Regions from separate parts of the Drosophila melanogaster genome. Here region 2 is linked to region 1. Evidence: chromatin contacts called from public HiChIP or PLAC-seq data. All regions are on one chromosome and are shown on one strand. The core of a region is the stretch at or near the end of the contact, and the rest is flanking DNA. Distances in the headings are between cores, read along the strand shown. Region 1 holds the start of vib (vibrator). Region 2 holds the start of Aptx (aprataxin).

Evidence for each region. HiChIP or PLAC-seq counts read pairs in DNA pulled down with a chosen protein or histone mark.
Region 2: a contact with region 1 is called in a POLR2A S2P HiChIP or PLAC-seq map of the Kc167 cell line, with 5 times the contacts expected there. The contact joins the promoter of Aptx here to the promoter of vib in region 1. A contact is called at or near these places in 22 of 107 Hi-C or Micro-C datasets (the D17-c3 cell line, the Kc167 cell line, the OSC cell line and 11 more) and 3 of 6 datasets of contacts at active chromatin or transcription factors (all in the Kc167 cell line).

Annotation. Positions count from the first base shown.
Region 1 is chr3R:19,222,209-19,229,957 of dm6, forward strand. vib (vibrator) reads right to left here and starts at 4,443. Exons shown (of 9, transcript NM_001275797.1): 1 at 4,273-4,443; 2 at 3,807-3,862. The coding sequence starts at 3,823. CG11703 reads right to left here and starts at 5,972. Exons shown (of 1, transcript NM_142535.3): 1 at 4,695-5,972. The coding sequence starts at 5,899. The coding sequence ends at 4,838. It overlaps CG5250, which reads right to left and starts at 7,068. Exons shown (of 1, transcript NM_142536.2): 1 at 6,009-7,068. The coding sequence starts at 7,019. The coding sequence ends at 6,084. It overlaps Polr2M (RNA polymerase II subunit M), which reads left to right and starts at 7,255. Exons shown (of 3, transcript NM_142537.2): 1 at 7,255-7,435; 2 at 7,503-7,749. The coding sequence starts at 7,290.
Region 2 is chr3R:19,400,730-19,408,478 of dm6, forward strand. It overlaps Aptx (aprataxin), which reads left to right and starts at 2,726. Exons shown (of 5, transcript NM_169858.1): 1 at 2,726-2,760; 2 at 2,881-3,093; 3 at 3,164-3,389; 4 at 3,572-4,020; 5 at 4,113-5,565. The coding sequence starts at 2,941. The coding sequence ends at 5,273. It overlaps Ino80 (INO80 complex subunit), which reads right to left and starts at 2,424. Exons shown (of 14, transcript NM_169854.2): 1 at 1,987-2,424; 2 at 1,740-1,933; 3 at 1-1,653. The coding sequence starts at 2,266.

The sequences.
Region 1 (7,749 bases), core at 3,193-5,692:
ACTTTTCCTGTTCCGCAAAAAAAGAAAGCATTTCATTTCTTGAAAGGCAAAAAAACTTGCTAAAGCTTAAAACCCAGAAGAGGGAAAACCATTAGAGGACAAACCAGAACGTGTTTTTGTGACAAAATCGCTGTTCCAATAAGTTTAGTGGTAAATAAATTTCCCTGAAATTGTCGAAACAACATTCAACTGGGTTGAACAACATCAGCAAATGCGAGAGATCAAACGATATAGTCGCGTTTCTCCATGGGGTTTTTGGGTTTCCTATGAATCACAGCACAATCAGAGCATTGAAGAAATTATGCAAATCAAAAATAGAAACATACAACAAATCCCCACACATGAATGGTGGTAGAGGGGGGCCAAAAAGTACAAAAGTACAAAAGTAAAGCAAAAACAAGCGTCTGAGAATATTGAAGAACTCTTAATGAGACCAAAGTTGCCGAAAGAAACACTCGGGAGACCCCTTGGCACTCAACCCTCTTTTGTGGCCATGAACAAGGGAAATTGTTTGCTCTTGTTGGCATAATTGAAAATGGAAAGTGATTGTTTGGGGCTCTGTGGTCTTCGCATCCCAAAGAGGTGGTGTGTGTGTGTGTGTGTGGTGTGTGGTGTGTGAGTTGTGTGGGTGGGTCGAGGGGAAAGCTAGTGGCCAAGGCTCTTGTGGTGGCCATTATTGAGCGACGCCCACTGGCCATTGTCGCAATTGAAGGCCGAAGCCAAGTAATAATTGATTTACCCGCAATAAAGATGTCACACAGAGATTGCTCAGTCGATTGTTCAGTGAATAAGGCAGCAACGAGTCATTCGAGCTTGAAATTAAAGCATTTGTGCTAAACCTTCGTCTAACTAACAATACATATAACAAAACGATATTATCCCTGTTAAGCAGTAGGTGTTTGCATTAACATAAGTAGATATTCTGATGTGTTTATAATTTAAGCCATTTACAAGCCATAAGTAATTAGCTATCTAAATAGCCAAACCATTTATATACTATTCTTAAGCGTAACTGATAACTGACAAAGCTCATATGGAAATCAAGTGAAATTATAATATGGCCATGCACCATTGAAGAGAAGTTGTTTTTTAAATCAAGGCCGCATTTCGCGGTTTGCCCCCATTCGGATAATAGCATACTATGTATCTCCATATTTGGAGCCCAATTATGCTGGCGCTTAGTAGCCGGCACGCTCAATTGCCAAACATTTTCGAAACAACCGAAGCCCGAAACACTCGAAACGTGTAATGAGTACAGTGCCGATGTGAAGTAAAACGACGCATTGAAGTCGAAAGCCAAACACTGCGTGTTATCTTATCGCAGTACATAAAAAAGCGCACAAATGGCGGAACTAAATTGGAGCTCGTGCCATTTTCAAATTGATTGCTGGCTGGGCGAGCGGGGAGGGCGAAGGGAGAACTGTATCTGACGGATACATGTGTGGTGTACAAAGAGGCCAATCAGTTTGGGGCAGTAAAAGTCACGCTACAGCTGGTTTATGACGAGCACCATAAAGGACCGACATTGAAAACAACAAGCTTTTGCTTTCAGAGATCAAAGTTGAGACGGTTGAAAGTTGAAAAAAGAAACCTGCACTCACACCAACTTTATTGTCGCAAAAACGTGGCCTATGGACGAGGGTAAATGAATTTGCTTGATGGTTGGCCGTACAGCAATAAGATCGATTTCATTAAATTCTAAGAATATATAATCTATTTGAACCATTGTTTATTTATTTAAACTTTCCAGCCAATTGCTGATATAATCACGTAAATATAGTTAACATTATTGGCTTGATTCCACAATAAATTCTGTATTCTAAATTCACTAGCTATATTTACTATGTCAACAAATAAAGTGCAGCACTTTAAACATTTTGTGAACAATAAAACACAATTTCAGATAAATCATGCCAAGTGCAGACTATCACAATTCGTTGTTGTTACCTTTTCAGCTGCTTTTTATTCATTTGGCCACTTTGCCCGCCGGCCATTCAAAATTGTTTATCAGCCTGCAGCAACCTGTGATGCGGCACGCGTTGCCTTTATTTGCACCTTTGTTTTTCATTTAATGACGATGCTGAAATGTTCATTGCCAAATGGTTTACACGCCAACAGGCGGCAGACGAAAAAAAATGCGAAAATCTGGCAGGAAAAACATTTTGAAATGCAAATGCTACGGGCTTCGGATTCGTGTTGGGATTACGGCGTCGAGAACAATTAAACATTAATGCCTCTCGTGAAGACTGCCCGTCAACTTATGCGTATTTAAATAAATAAAATAAAAAAAATTTTATTGTGCAGTAAAATGCAGTTGCCTTAAATCTTCCATATTCTCTGTTAAAAATTTCGAGCAATACAAAACGTTCCCAGAAATGTATATTATTTAAAGACCGGCAGAAGTATATTTTCACCTATACTTCATGAGCTTTAGTTTACTTTTTGGTCGTTGCACACTTGAATACATATCGTACACCATATGATAAATATTAATGATATAAATACATTTTATGGGTAATCTAAATAGGAATTGTGTACATTTCTGTGAACGAACGCTGTAATGAACTACCAAATGCCACGGATTTTTCGCTAGCTTTTAAAAATTTTCCATTTTAAAATTTTTCCATATCATTTCTTCTTTATGATTAATGATATACCTATGTTTTTGTTGCAATAATATTCTTAAATGATATGTAATTAAAAATAAGCTATACAATACAAGCTTAGCAACACAAAAGTAGAAATCGATTTCTGTGTACTTTAAGCCAGAAACCGATCGTATGAGAATTAATAGCTTACAAAACCGATACACTTAACACCTATCAGTAAAAGGTGCTGTTTATATACAATTGAGTTTCCATTATAAGATTGATGCGAATGATTGCGCATACGAAAAATGATAAGACCGAGATTGTGTGTTTGAGCTTTCAGTTTCAATCTCCTGTATGCAAGCCGCTCGGATTTTCCTTGATTTTCCGACAGCTGTCAAAGTCAAAGCAATTATAAGCCGAGCCATTTGATGTCAGACTTTTGACAATTTCCGTTAATAAATTAAAAGTATCATTGCCAAAATGGGAATGTGAGGGTGGCAAACGTGAGCCATTTGCAAATGAGAAGAATGTATGAGAAGAATGTCACCTGGTGCTTTGCGACCGAAAAGGATTAAAGATGCACGATGAGTCAGTTTAGTGGGGTTAACGCAACGACCTTATCGCACTTAACAACTTGTTTGATTAAAATCGCAGGGCCCAAAGCCGAAAAGAGAGTAATGGGAAAAGAGAGGCGCAAAAGAGAGTGACTCACTGAAAAAGTCGACAACGTGGCGTCGCCGAGCGCCTAAAAAGCATTATCTTTACGTATATAGTATAGATTATCGATGATTCAAAGGAGTTTCCAAAACTAATTAGCAGTGGCATTGGTTATAAGAAGTAAGTTTTGGCTTACGTAGCTCCAAAATGTGACTTAAACTCATTACGTCATCGCCACAGCTGCAAAATACCTGAGATAGAGCGAGATGGAAAGAGAGGGGGTGTGCGGAAAAGGGGGCGTCAGGGGGCTGATAAGAAAACGGTTCTGTTGTTGTTGCGGAAAATGCCCGCAAACTTAAATACAACAAAAGCAACTACTGAGAGAACTGAGAGAGCAGCAACACACGCGACCAGAGAGAAATGGAGAGAGCGAATGTCACGAAGAGAGTGTAAAATCGATTTGTCACAAATAATTTGCGGCTTGCCCAGATTTTTTTTTGCGATTTAAACATCAAATAATCACAGGTAAATGGTAAAAACATACAGTTTTGTACTCACAATTCTTTGATCTGCATCTTTGCCAATTATTATCCGGTATTTTCCTGCTTGATTCGCTGCGAGAGAGTACAAAATACAGAATTAGATTTAATGCGAATTCGCTGGCGGATTTCAACTAAATTGTAGCATTTATTATTTCCAAATATAAATGCACTTGCACTCTACGCTTAACCTTCGCACGCACTTTCTATATTTAATTTACATATATATCTGCCAATAACACTTTGGTGTTTTTGTTTCGCTGCCAAATCGCTGCGCCCGCACTTTTTGTTTATGTTTGGCCAAGCCAACTTTAGTTTAGTTAGCCAATTGGGATTCTAATGCTTTTTCTCCAATTGTCGGCTAAACGCACGAGTCATATGCACACACACACTCTCTTGCAAATACACACGCACACACAGCGGGCGGAATATCAATAGCAATTTATGCGATTTGCCGCTGATTTATTACTTAAGTGATGACGTACAACTGGGGAGTGCGATTGGCCTGGTATCGGGATCGGTACGCGTTTGCAAATCGGCGGCAGTAATATACTAGTAATGAGTTTGTTATTTAGCTACTGCGTGTCCGGAGCGGAGCTAAAGTTCGATGTTCGTGCAAAACACTTCGATTCCGATAGGCGGATGCTATCGATTTCGGCGATGCCCCTTGGTCACACTTGGTGGTGGGCGCTGCCCGTCGCCGACTATCGATAGCACAAGCGGGTTATCTAGGTGTGCGCAGCTTGTTAGGGTGACTCATGCTGTTAAAATTATTATAAAAAGTTAATGAATATAATATAGTTATAATAAAATTATATATAAATCTATAAGATCAAAGATCATCAGTTATCATTTATCATTTGATTATATGAAAAACAAGAACAGAAACAAGATTTAATAGGTTTTTGAAATGTGAAAATGTGGGTTACCCCCAATTCTTATTCGAAATTAAATAACCTAAAGAACACCTACACAGATAGGTAATTTGCACATAAGCAAATTTTGTCTAGAATTCCAAATGGTAATAATAGTAGTAATAGATTCCAATTCTTATAAGCTTGGTGGCTCCGTCATTTCCTCCTTCTTGGCATCATTTCCCATTGCGTCTAGTGCGTCCTTCTCATCCTCTGGCGGTGGCGGCAATTCTAATCCTCCGAGCATACTTTCTGGTCGATTTGGAGATGGCGGTTCGGGAACGAGCTCTTCGGATTCGAGATCTATTTCGCGGGGTGCCTTACGAGTGGAGGGCCTTTCGAAATCCGGATTGCCGTCATCATCGGTGCGCATGCTCAGCGCGAACTTGATAATTCCCATGCCCTGGTAGTCATCGTCGATGGGTATGTTTCGGGCCCACACCTTGCAGCTGAAGAAGGTCTTCGCATTCTCGGGCATCTTGTTCATCTGGATGGCCACCACGCGCGTCACTCCTCTCATGTTCTCGGAGGCCTCGAAATATGGACCCGGATAGAAGACCATTTCGGGCTTGGGCCCATTGGTCACCTCGCAGGTGATCCAAATCTTGGGCGTGTTGCCCAGCTTGCCCACGGTGTCCTGAAGGCTCGCTGGCGCCTCCTTGGGCAAGTCATCTGGCGTGTCGTAGGTCTCCGGCACATAGCCAATAACCTTGTTCAGCTTGATGAAGACGGTCGGCTTTTCGGTGGCGTAGCCCCACGTAGTGTCCTGGTTGAAATCGGCGAAGAAGTCAATGGCATTGTCGTTCAATTTGTTCAGGAAATCGTCGATGCGGTCCGCAATCGGATTGACCTCACTCATGATGTGCGTAAAGTAGGCCAGCACGGATCGATTCTGGTTGGGCACCATCGACAGACCCGGCGGACCCTTGAGCCAGCGCGGCTTATTCGGATCAATGATGGCCAGCATAAAGATGCCCAACCAAAAGGCCACAATGCACACGATTAGGGCGTATAGTACCAGGTAGAAGCCAGTGATACGCATCCAACCCAGAGCTGTGCGTCCGAACAATTTGTGCTCGTCTATGTCGAATATCCTCTTCGACCACGGCAGGTCCTTCTTGCGACGTGTCTCCTGGTTCCGGCGTATCTGCTTGACCAGCTTGTAGTCCCCAGCGGGCACCATTACGTCCTCCGGCATCGTGGCGATCGTTCCGGTTCTGATTTGGCTACTGGTTACGTGGGCGTAAGTGGGAAATATTCGAAGCTTGTAGCTTCGGTTCACTATGAAATCTAAAGCGGAGTAAACTATAATTCTCAAATAGTTTTATTATTTTGTTAAGTATTTATTAATACATTAATAAATCCAGCTGAGTTAGCTGATCTCACTCGTACCACTCGTCCAGCACCAATGGAGTGGTTGGATGAACTGGTGCCGTCAGACGCACCAGCATCTTGACCGTTACCATATGGAGCGGTATGTTCTTAGCCCACGCCTTGCAGTGGATTTGGATGTCCTCGTTGATCGGAATGTTGCTCAACCGAACACTGATGATGCGCCTGAGGCGGGGATCCTCCTTGTAAGTAGGTCCGTCGTCGTCCGAAGACTCGTTGAGAAAGACATTGCCGGAGGTGAAGAGCTCTTCGGCATCGAAGAAGCGAACCGGATGGTAGTCGAACTGAATGTCCACTCTTGGCTCAATAACCTGGCAGGACACCCAGATGCGGTTGAAGCGCTCCTCCGAGCCCAGGCCCACCACATAGTCGAATAGCTCATCCGGAGCGTACTCGGGCAGCGTTAGGGCGTCATCGTAGGTTACCGCCTGGAAGCCCAATGCCTGGGTGATCTTTATTAGAATGCACGGCGTGCCGGACATATAGCCCCAACTGTCGTCTATGTTACAGCCCATCAGGCGCTTCGGGCCTTCGAGACCGTATCGTTTCACCGTTCGCATTATCGCGCGTTGTATGTTAGCCACATCCTTAATGTTATTAGGGCTCCACATAATTTGCTTCTGATCACCGACATGGTGTCCGGGTGCGGTTGCTAGTCCGGGGAACTTTTTGCATCCCGGCCTATCCGGATATATATGATTCGCAATCATCACGAGGGCCAATCCGGTTGTGAATACGCCCAAAACGAAAAAGAATCCGATGAAGTAGAGCAGCAGTTTGATAAAACGGCACACGGTCATCTCGGGATCCGCATTGCGTGTGCGAATGGAACGCCTGTAGAGGTACTCCGCCACACGCATATCACGACGCCGGCGAAGGCGTCCCAATTCGTAGGGACCAGAATAGATTATCGCGTCGTTAGGCATGGAATAATAATATATGGGTACTTAATTATATCTTATGGAAATATATGAGGGATTTCAGAAAGCTAGCTTGGGGTGGATTAGAAATATAGGAATGTATTCCGCACAGAAATCAGAAGCACTAATGTATATTTTTGAATAACGCGCCTTTTTGTCGATAACGATAGGCGTTAAGTGAACTCCTGTAGCCCTTTGCTTCGTAGCAGCACTAAGTATTTTATCGCAACCACAGCACGGTCATACTAAGCTTATGAGCAAAATAAGTGAGCCAAAATGGGCGATAATGTGATTCCTGCTCCGCTTAGCCGTATCCCGGGCACCAGCCAGGCGAAGGAGAAGCACAGCAAGGACCTGAAGACCCTTACCTATCCGCAGCTGCTGGAGATTAAGGACAGGCAGTCTCACTTTCTGTCGTTCAAGTGAGTTTTAGTTTCCACCTGTGGAGTTCCCTGTGAATTTATCTTATTTAATTTTATCTCTATTTAGAAAGCGTTTGCACCAACTGCCGGACAAGGGAAAGCGTCTGCAGGAGTCGTACGACAAATTACTGGCCGAGATCAGGAGGCGGGATGAAGTAGAGGAAGCGACTCGAATGTTGAGCGGTCTCAACATTGTCGAAAAGGGCAAAATTGCTCTCAACAATCTGGAGTGGAATGGCAGAAACACGGACGAGGGCGCCCATGTGGACGACATTCTGGACAGCGATGATGAGGTGGAGATGGATCCGCTGCGG
Region 2 (7,749 bases), core at 1,476-3,975, 180 kb after region 1:
CCACAGCTCAGCCATGCTGTTCTGGATGGGCGTGCCACTGAGTAGCAATCGATTACGACAGCTGAAGCCCAGTAATAGCTTCCAACGCTGCGAGGCGGCACTTTTAATGGCTTGTGCCTCATCTAAAACCATATACTGCCACTTGATCCGGTTGAAATACTTGTAATCGCTGACCACCAGCTGGTACGAAGTAATTACCACATGAAAGCTGGCGTCGCGTGTGTGTAAGTGCTTTTGGTCCCAAAACTGGCGCAGTATCTTTCGTTCGGCAGGTGAACCCCAATATGGTACCACCTTAAAGTCGGGCACAAATCTGGACATCTCTTGTTGCCAATTGTGAAGCGTAGAAGCGGGTGAGATTACTAGAAAGGGACCCCACACTCCGTAGTGCTCGGCTATGTGGCAAAGAAAAGCTATCGATTGGACAGTCTTTCCCAAGCCCATTTCATCTGCCAGGATACCACTGATTCCCTGATCGTAGATGTTTGCGAGCCATGTCATACCCTTGATTTGGTAACCCTTCAGAGTTCCCTTAAACATTTTGGGTTGGGGTAGGTCCTTCATTTCGGGACGGGGTTCTGGTTTTATGTCCTCCACACTTTCCTGCGCTTGTTCCTCCTCTTCTTTTTCCTTCTTTTTAGCAAAGACATCGAATGCCCTGGTTTTGTCCAGATCTCTTTGCATAGCTGCCTCGGCATTCTCCTGGGCCAAAAGTTTCATCTCTCCTGCGTCATAGTCATCTTGAGCTGCCAACCTGGCATTGGTCTCCTCATCCAATTGGCTAAGAATGCGCAATTGATCCTCTTCGCTGCCCTGGCCCAGTTTCTTAGACATGAAGTGGGCATACAGCTCGGTTTGGGTAATCAGGAAGTTGAGCTTACGCTGCTGACGTTTCACCTCAATAAGTTCTACGTCCTGTTTTCTTTGTTCCTCCGCCTCTCGCTCCTGCTTGCGCCGCTGATCCCGCTCCACGCGCTCGTACCGCTTCCAATAGGCGAGCATTTCCCTGGTAAGTCGCTTGGCACGCCACACGGTTTCCTTCATAATCCTCTGGGAATTAATAGCACGCTGTCGCACCACTTTAGCGCACATGCCAGCCACCCTTTTGCAATTGGCCAGCATCTCCTTGTGATTATTACTCTTGATGCGTTGCAGTCTGCCAGATTCCTTTTTGGACATGATCTGCCAGATCCGCCGACGACGAGCGGCCAAAGCTGCTGGGTTCTTTCGCTTTCGCCGAACTTTTGTCACTTGTCCCTCGGTGCCGCCTTCTACATCTACCTCCTCCTCGATCTCTTCCTCCTCCGGATAATCCAACGCCAAGCTGGCCAGTTCTCTTTTGTAGTCAACCTCGCCACCATCCTCGTCATCGTCTTCGTTGTTGGGCAGTGTGTCACCAAATGTATATTTACCCAGCTCTGACGGAGGCACCTCGCCGGATTCTGGTGATCCCATGTTATCGCGCTTCTTGCGGCCTCTTCTTCTCTGTTTGGGTGGTTTTGGTCCAGCTTGTGCCTCAGCCAAACGGGCCATAAGTATTTCCTGTTTGGTGCGACGCCGCCTCTTGCGCACTCCTGCAGTCGCCAGCTGACGCTCGGCAAAGATGTCGTGATTGGACAGCAAGCCGCTGCCATAGTATGCATACTGGGCATTCTGAAAGGGATTAAATAATCTTTTTAATAACATCAGTTTATACACTAACTGCAAACCAAACTACTAGACACATCAGCATCACTCACCGCGGCCTTTTTGTAGTAGTTCTTTCGCTGACGCTGTTCCCGAACGTGCTCTCTCAGCAGCTGCTGCACATACTCATCTTCGGTGATAGTGGGATCGTCGCTTTCCGTGTCGCTCAAGAGGAGATCGTATAGCCACTCCCGATCGCTGGTCAGATCGTTGAAGTTATAAAGCTGTGCTTTGACACTTTGTCGCTCTGTTGGGGGAAATTTTAGGAGGTGTACTAAACTGCTCCAGATACCAACTCACCTTCCTTGCTGGCCAACAGACGACTCTTCCGCTTGCTGGACTGTTTCATCCGGACCACGCCCACGGTGGAGGAGTCATCAGAGTCTTGTACATCGTGTTCCCTCTTGACCACATGCTCGTCGTCCGTTTCCTCGTCGCTACTCAGTGGCTTCCGCAGACTTCTTTTGGCCATGTTCATGAAGGGTCGCATGTTGAGTGCCGCCTCCAAGCGCTGGATGTGCAGCGGCTCCGCCATGGCACGGGGGCGTGGCTGGGGTGCCGGCACGGGCTTGGCTTCCATGGCAGCAGCGATTTTAGTCAGCTTTTACAAACAATTATCACGTAATTTTGCTTTTATGCGGCATGCACAGAGGTAAACAACAGTATGACCGCAGCGAGATCGGCGAAAAAATACCATTGAGTAACCCTCATATCGGCATCCAACGCCATTCGCACAGTGGGCTTGACTACCACAAATATAATATAATTGCTATCCCCATAAATCGTTATTAAAAAAGTTCACAAAATTACAAATTTTAAAATACATAAATGCATGAAAAAAGTTATGTATATTACACTGTTTTTGAACTTAATAACATATTTTCAGAGGAATAAATAGGAAGCAGCTCTACCTATATACGTTTTCCAACACTAACATTCAGCTGTTAGAGGTTTTGTTTTGTTTTCAGTTTGTGCAGTTGGAGACGATGATTTAATAGTCTGTAGGGTCGTGAGACGTCGATAGTTATCGATGTTTATGTTGCCAGCTGTGCGGCACTGGGATGTCAACTGCCAGTAAGAAAAGAAAGCAGTTCTTAGCAAGTTAACAAATAAATAAATGACAAAATAATAACGAAATATATAATAACAAAATAAATAACGAAAATATTTGCTTTTGTGCAAATACGCTCACAGAAATCGATAAAAGTCTCGCCGTTGCTGCAATTCCAAGCAAATCAGGCAGTAGCATTTGTGATGTCCTGGTCAAGTGCACTAATCAAAGATATCTCGAAACCAGAAAATTTGATCATTTCGTCAGAAATCGCAGTGGTCATAGCAGACAAGTTTCCCAAGGCGCAGCATCACTACTTGGTGCTACCATTGGCCGACATTCCCAGCATCTTTCACGTGCGCAAAGATTGTGCTTCCGTCTCCATCGTTTTACTATTCCAAGTAACATTTTTCTCGCTCCGTTTAGTTGAACCGGAGCCATCTGTCGCTTTTGGAGGAGCTGCATCTGCTGGCCAGGAACGTTGTGGAAGTGAAAGGAGTCCGGTGGCAGGACTTCAACGTGGGATTTCACGCGGAGCCGAGCATGCAAAGGCTCCACCTGCACGTCATCTCCAAGGACTTCGTATCAACAAGCCTGAAGACCAAGAAGCATTGGAACTCATTCAACACCGAGCTGTTTGTGCCCTACACAAGTAAGGCTATTAGAACACGGCGCAGGCTACAGGCTTCATGAGCGAAAAACAGATAAATCGAATGATCTAGTTAGAAAATAGAGATTTGCCGGCGGTGCCAATTTTTATGAGCATTCCCATATAGAAAGTGTGGCAGTATTAGCTAATCTATTTGAATTTTTTTATATATATTTTTTTTTTAGAGCTTTACGCCCAGCTGGAGAAGGAGAATAGCATTTCGCGACTCCCGAAATCACTAAAAGACGAGCTGCTGGCCAAGCCACTCATTTGTAATCAGTGCGAGTTTGTTGCAAGAAATTTGCCATCACTTAAGGGGCATCTGGTGGGGCACCTTCAAGATCCGAAATCAGTTTGCCAGCGAGTCCGACTAGGGAACCAGTTCTTTCCCACAGCTGGTTACAGAACGTCAGAACTTGCATATTGTTTCGATTTCGTGGATTTCTACGAATACAAAAAGCAAATGGAGGTGGATAAATTGGCATATATCCGAGATGAGCTGCAGCGCAAGCTAAATGATAAGAGGAACTTCCTTATCGAGAGTGACCGGGCGGTGGTCATGAAAGCGGACTATCCTAAATCGCAATACCACTTTAGGGTGGTGGCCAAGGAAGAGTTCAGGGATATAACTCAGGTGGGTTAGTGCAAAGACATTAGAAATTTTTCTAGTGTGTGATTAGTGGCAGGAGGTTGAATTGACTATTTATGCTCCTTCCCCATAATCAGCTAACCGAAGCGCAGCTGCCCCTGCTGGATCACATGATGGATCTGGCGAATCAAATCATCGAGAAGCAGAAACACCTGGAGTCGCGTAATTTTCTCATCGGTTTCAAAGTCAATACTTTCTGGAATCGTCTAAATCTACATGTTATTTCTAACGACTTCTATTCCATGGCCATGAAACGTATAAGTCACTGGAATAGTTTCAATACGGAACTATTTATGCCCTTTCAAATTGCGTATATGATGCTCAGTGTTCAGGGATCCATTGAATCCATTTCGGAGGAGACGTACAATAATTTGCAAGAGAAGACGCCATTGCGATGCAACCAGTGCGAATTTGTTACTAATATGTTGCTGGATCTAAAAGCTCACCTGTATCAGCACTGGCAGCGCAAGGAGGACGAGCGCGATCAGAAGAAAAAAGTCGATAAAATAATCCAAATGATATCTGAGACCAAACTGGATGAGGCAGAGGCAAAGCCGAAGCTGTTGAATGAAGAGGAACCTATTCAAGCTCAGCCCGTTGCCGCTATCGCCCAGTATCCCAATGAACATCTAGGCAAGCCCTTAACGCCGCAACAGCAGCCGGGCAAGCAGCAGGCCCAGAATGTTTACGACAAAAACATTAACGGGCCTTCTGTGAATATGATGAATCAGAACAATCCCAACAATCCGTTCCGGAACACTCCGCACCTTAATAGACAATCACAGAAACCGCCGCATCCCCGCTCTGGGCCCCGTGGACCAATGGCTCCTTGGACTGGTCCGCGCTTTCCGTGTCATCAACAGCAGAACAGATTCAGGCCTCCAGGATTTAACGCATGTCGGCAACCTTATCCACCCTATCATTCAGGCCATCAGCAATTTCCGAATGCTTCATCAGTCGGCGGCGGTCAAACTGGGCTGCCAGGTCAGGGACAGGGACCTAGACCGAAATGGAATTCAAATAAGATATTCAATCAACAGAACCGCCAAAATACAGTCCAAGCCCAGCCACAAGCCCAGAACCAACAAACCAACCAGCAGCAGATTCAAAATTCGAATAAAAACCAAACTCCAAAAAAAAAGCCATGGAAAAATCGCCTGCAACCTGTAGGCAAAGTTCAGAATCAAGGCGGAGCGAATCGCGATCCCGCACCTCCAAGTAACTCGAAACCATCTTAGGATGATTTATCCTATTGAAACAATTCCTAATTCCAAATTCCCAACAGCAGTTGGTAAACTACCAGAAAGACTTTAGATCCACACAAATCGTTCCCAAATTGGCATTTTGCAATAAACAAGATGAAGGCAGGAAGAAAAATTAAGAAATCACTTGGGATTCTACAAAATCAAACGATTTCAAAACAGCGCAACTCCTAGAATATTTTTCCCATATGAATTTTTTTTCTGTATGTCATATTTTAAAAATAAAGTTCTTGTGAGCTCTTGGGAGTTCGCGAAAATTTTGTAAAGCAGATATCGCTTTAATTGTCACTTTGCCACCCCTCCACCCATTCCTGCGCTCAATTAAAGTGCTCTGGCCAACTGGAAAAACAGCCACCCACGGCTAATTAAGCAGTCACCGAGGAGAATCGCCAGCATCAGCAATGCTCCTCCTCCAGCGCCAGTTGGAGCTGTTATTAAATTATGATTCTGAATTCGAAAAGTCGACGAAGTTTGTCGGGTAATCAGTGTCCCAGTGGGAGAGGGATAACTTTACAGTGGATGGCCGCTTGAATTGGATAGGTATACCAAAAAATGTTAAAACAAATTTCTTTGTTAGTAATAGTTTTAACATTTAGACACCGAATTGGACTTGAATGGTTTAAGCTATAATTAGGCCCAGTTAAGCTCATTTTACTCCCTCTAATTATATTATGTTCTAAAATGACTGCGCCTCTTAACAATTTAAACTAGTTAATTAGTTAATTTGCAGTAAATGTCATATGCTGGGCTCATCAGCCATTCATTTTACACTTTACAAGGCGGAACATAGGGCTAACAGTGCATAAAGCCACTTGCCGTTCTTAGAAGCTAATACACATCGGACCATAAACAACATTCAAGGCAACATCCCTGCGATAGACGAGGTCCTCGTGTGTTTCTAGCAGGTATTTAAATTTTCTAGTGGGTTACAGTATCAAGGTGTCCCAAAGCTAGCAGTGGTTCCAAAACGACAGCTCCATCGATATGCCTCAGGGTTGAACTTGCTACCACCGTTGGGCTCCAGTTTCGGTGAGCAATCAACAGCTCCATTAAAGCTATCTCTCCCAGCCTTGCCACCTGTTATGTCTCGAGCAACAGGAGGCCATTCATAAAGGACGTTACTTCGGAGCAGTGGAAAGCAGAGAGAAAGGCTCACTGGCAGGACTCGCTGTGAGTACCACTCGACTTGAGTTCTTTTTCCATGCGCATGCCCGCAGACGAAAGCTTTATAGTATGGACAAGGAAGAGGTCCTTTTGAGGGGAAATGCTCAACTGAATCGTCTTCATGTTAAATTGCCTGTTTAATGATCTTGCAGATCTTGTTAATAAGGTGTTTAAGTTTCTCAGTACATGTATGCTTGCTTATCTAAGCACTTATGTACAGTTTTCATTAAAATATGATTTATTTTATAGAAAGTTCATTTTAAAATTATGTTAAAAACGCACATAACACACACACTGCTTTCCTCAGGCTCAAAGAGCAAACTTAAATTCAATTCCTGATATCCAAAAAAAAAACGGATTTTTTAATAAATATTCATATAAGAGAAATCTTTTTGGGTGGCGATTGGAATTGTGGCTTTTGAGCACATGTGGAATGCTGCCATGCACGTGTGTAAAATGTTATTTATATGCTGATGATATTGGGAAGCCAGTTTCTGGTAAATTTTTCCACTCCATGGCTTGTTCTCATGGTGAATAATCCTTTGCTCCGCCATCACGCTTTACCTCGGTGTGGAAAATCAGCTGAGTAAATAAGAGGCTCAACATCAATTGCTCGATTTAACCAATTTGCACTTTCGTTCTGCCCACCAAGAATAACAACAACGACAAAGAGCCACAATAATAATAACTTTTCATAGCGTCCACCATTGTTGTTAAGTGCCCCCAAGTGAATGGGGTTGGTATCGTGGAATATTTCCTATAATATGTACATACAATAGGCGTTCATTGCAGTGCGCTTTAGTAAAGTGCATTTAAACAATTGATTCGGTGGATATATTAAAAATTATGTATTTGAATTTAAATAGCTTATGTTCTAAATCCCGCATTTAAGGATTCGAAATAATTTAAAGCTGTTTTAGTAATATTCAACAATGGGCTTGTAAATTTTTCTTTCTCAATTTATTTACACCTACAGCTCCTTCAACAGAGACCGAAAAATATGCACAAGCAATGCACCAAGGAATTTTTCATTTATCCCTTGTCGTTGCAAGTTAAAAGAGTTCCCAGTTCGACTTTCGTGTCCGCAATCCTTTCACCGTGAACGCACAGGACAACCGCTGACACGGCGGGAATGCTGCTCTTTCGTCGCGCGCCATTGTCCTGGATATGGGGCGTATGAGTAATATGCCAATTACACATTTTGTGCATTCTCCTGTTGCTTGTTCGCGCAGCTGCTTACATTTTTATGTTTCCCCTTCTTTTTCGCGTCAGCGCTATAAAAATACTG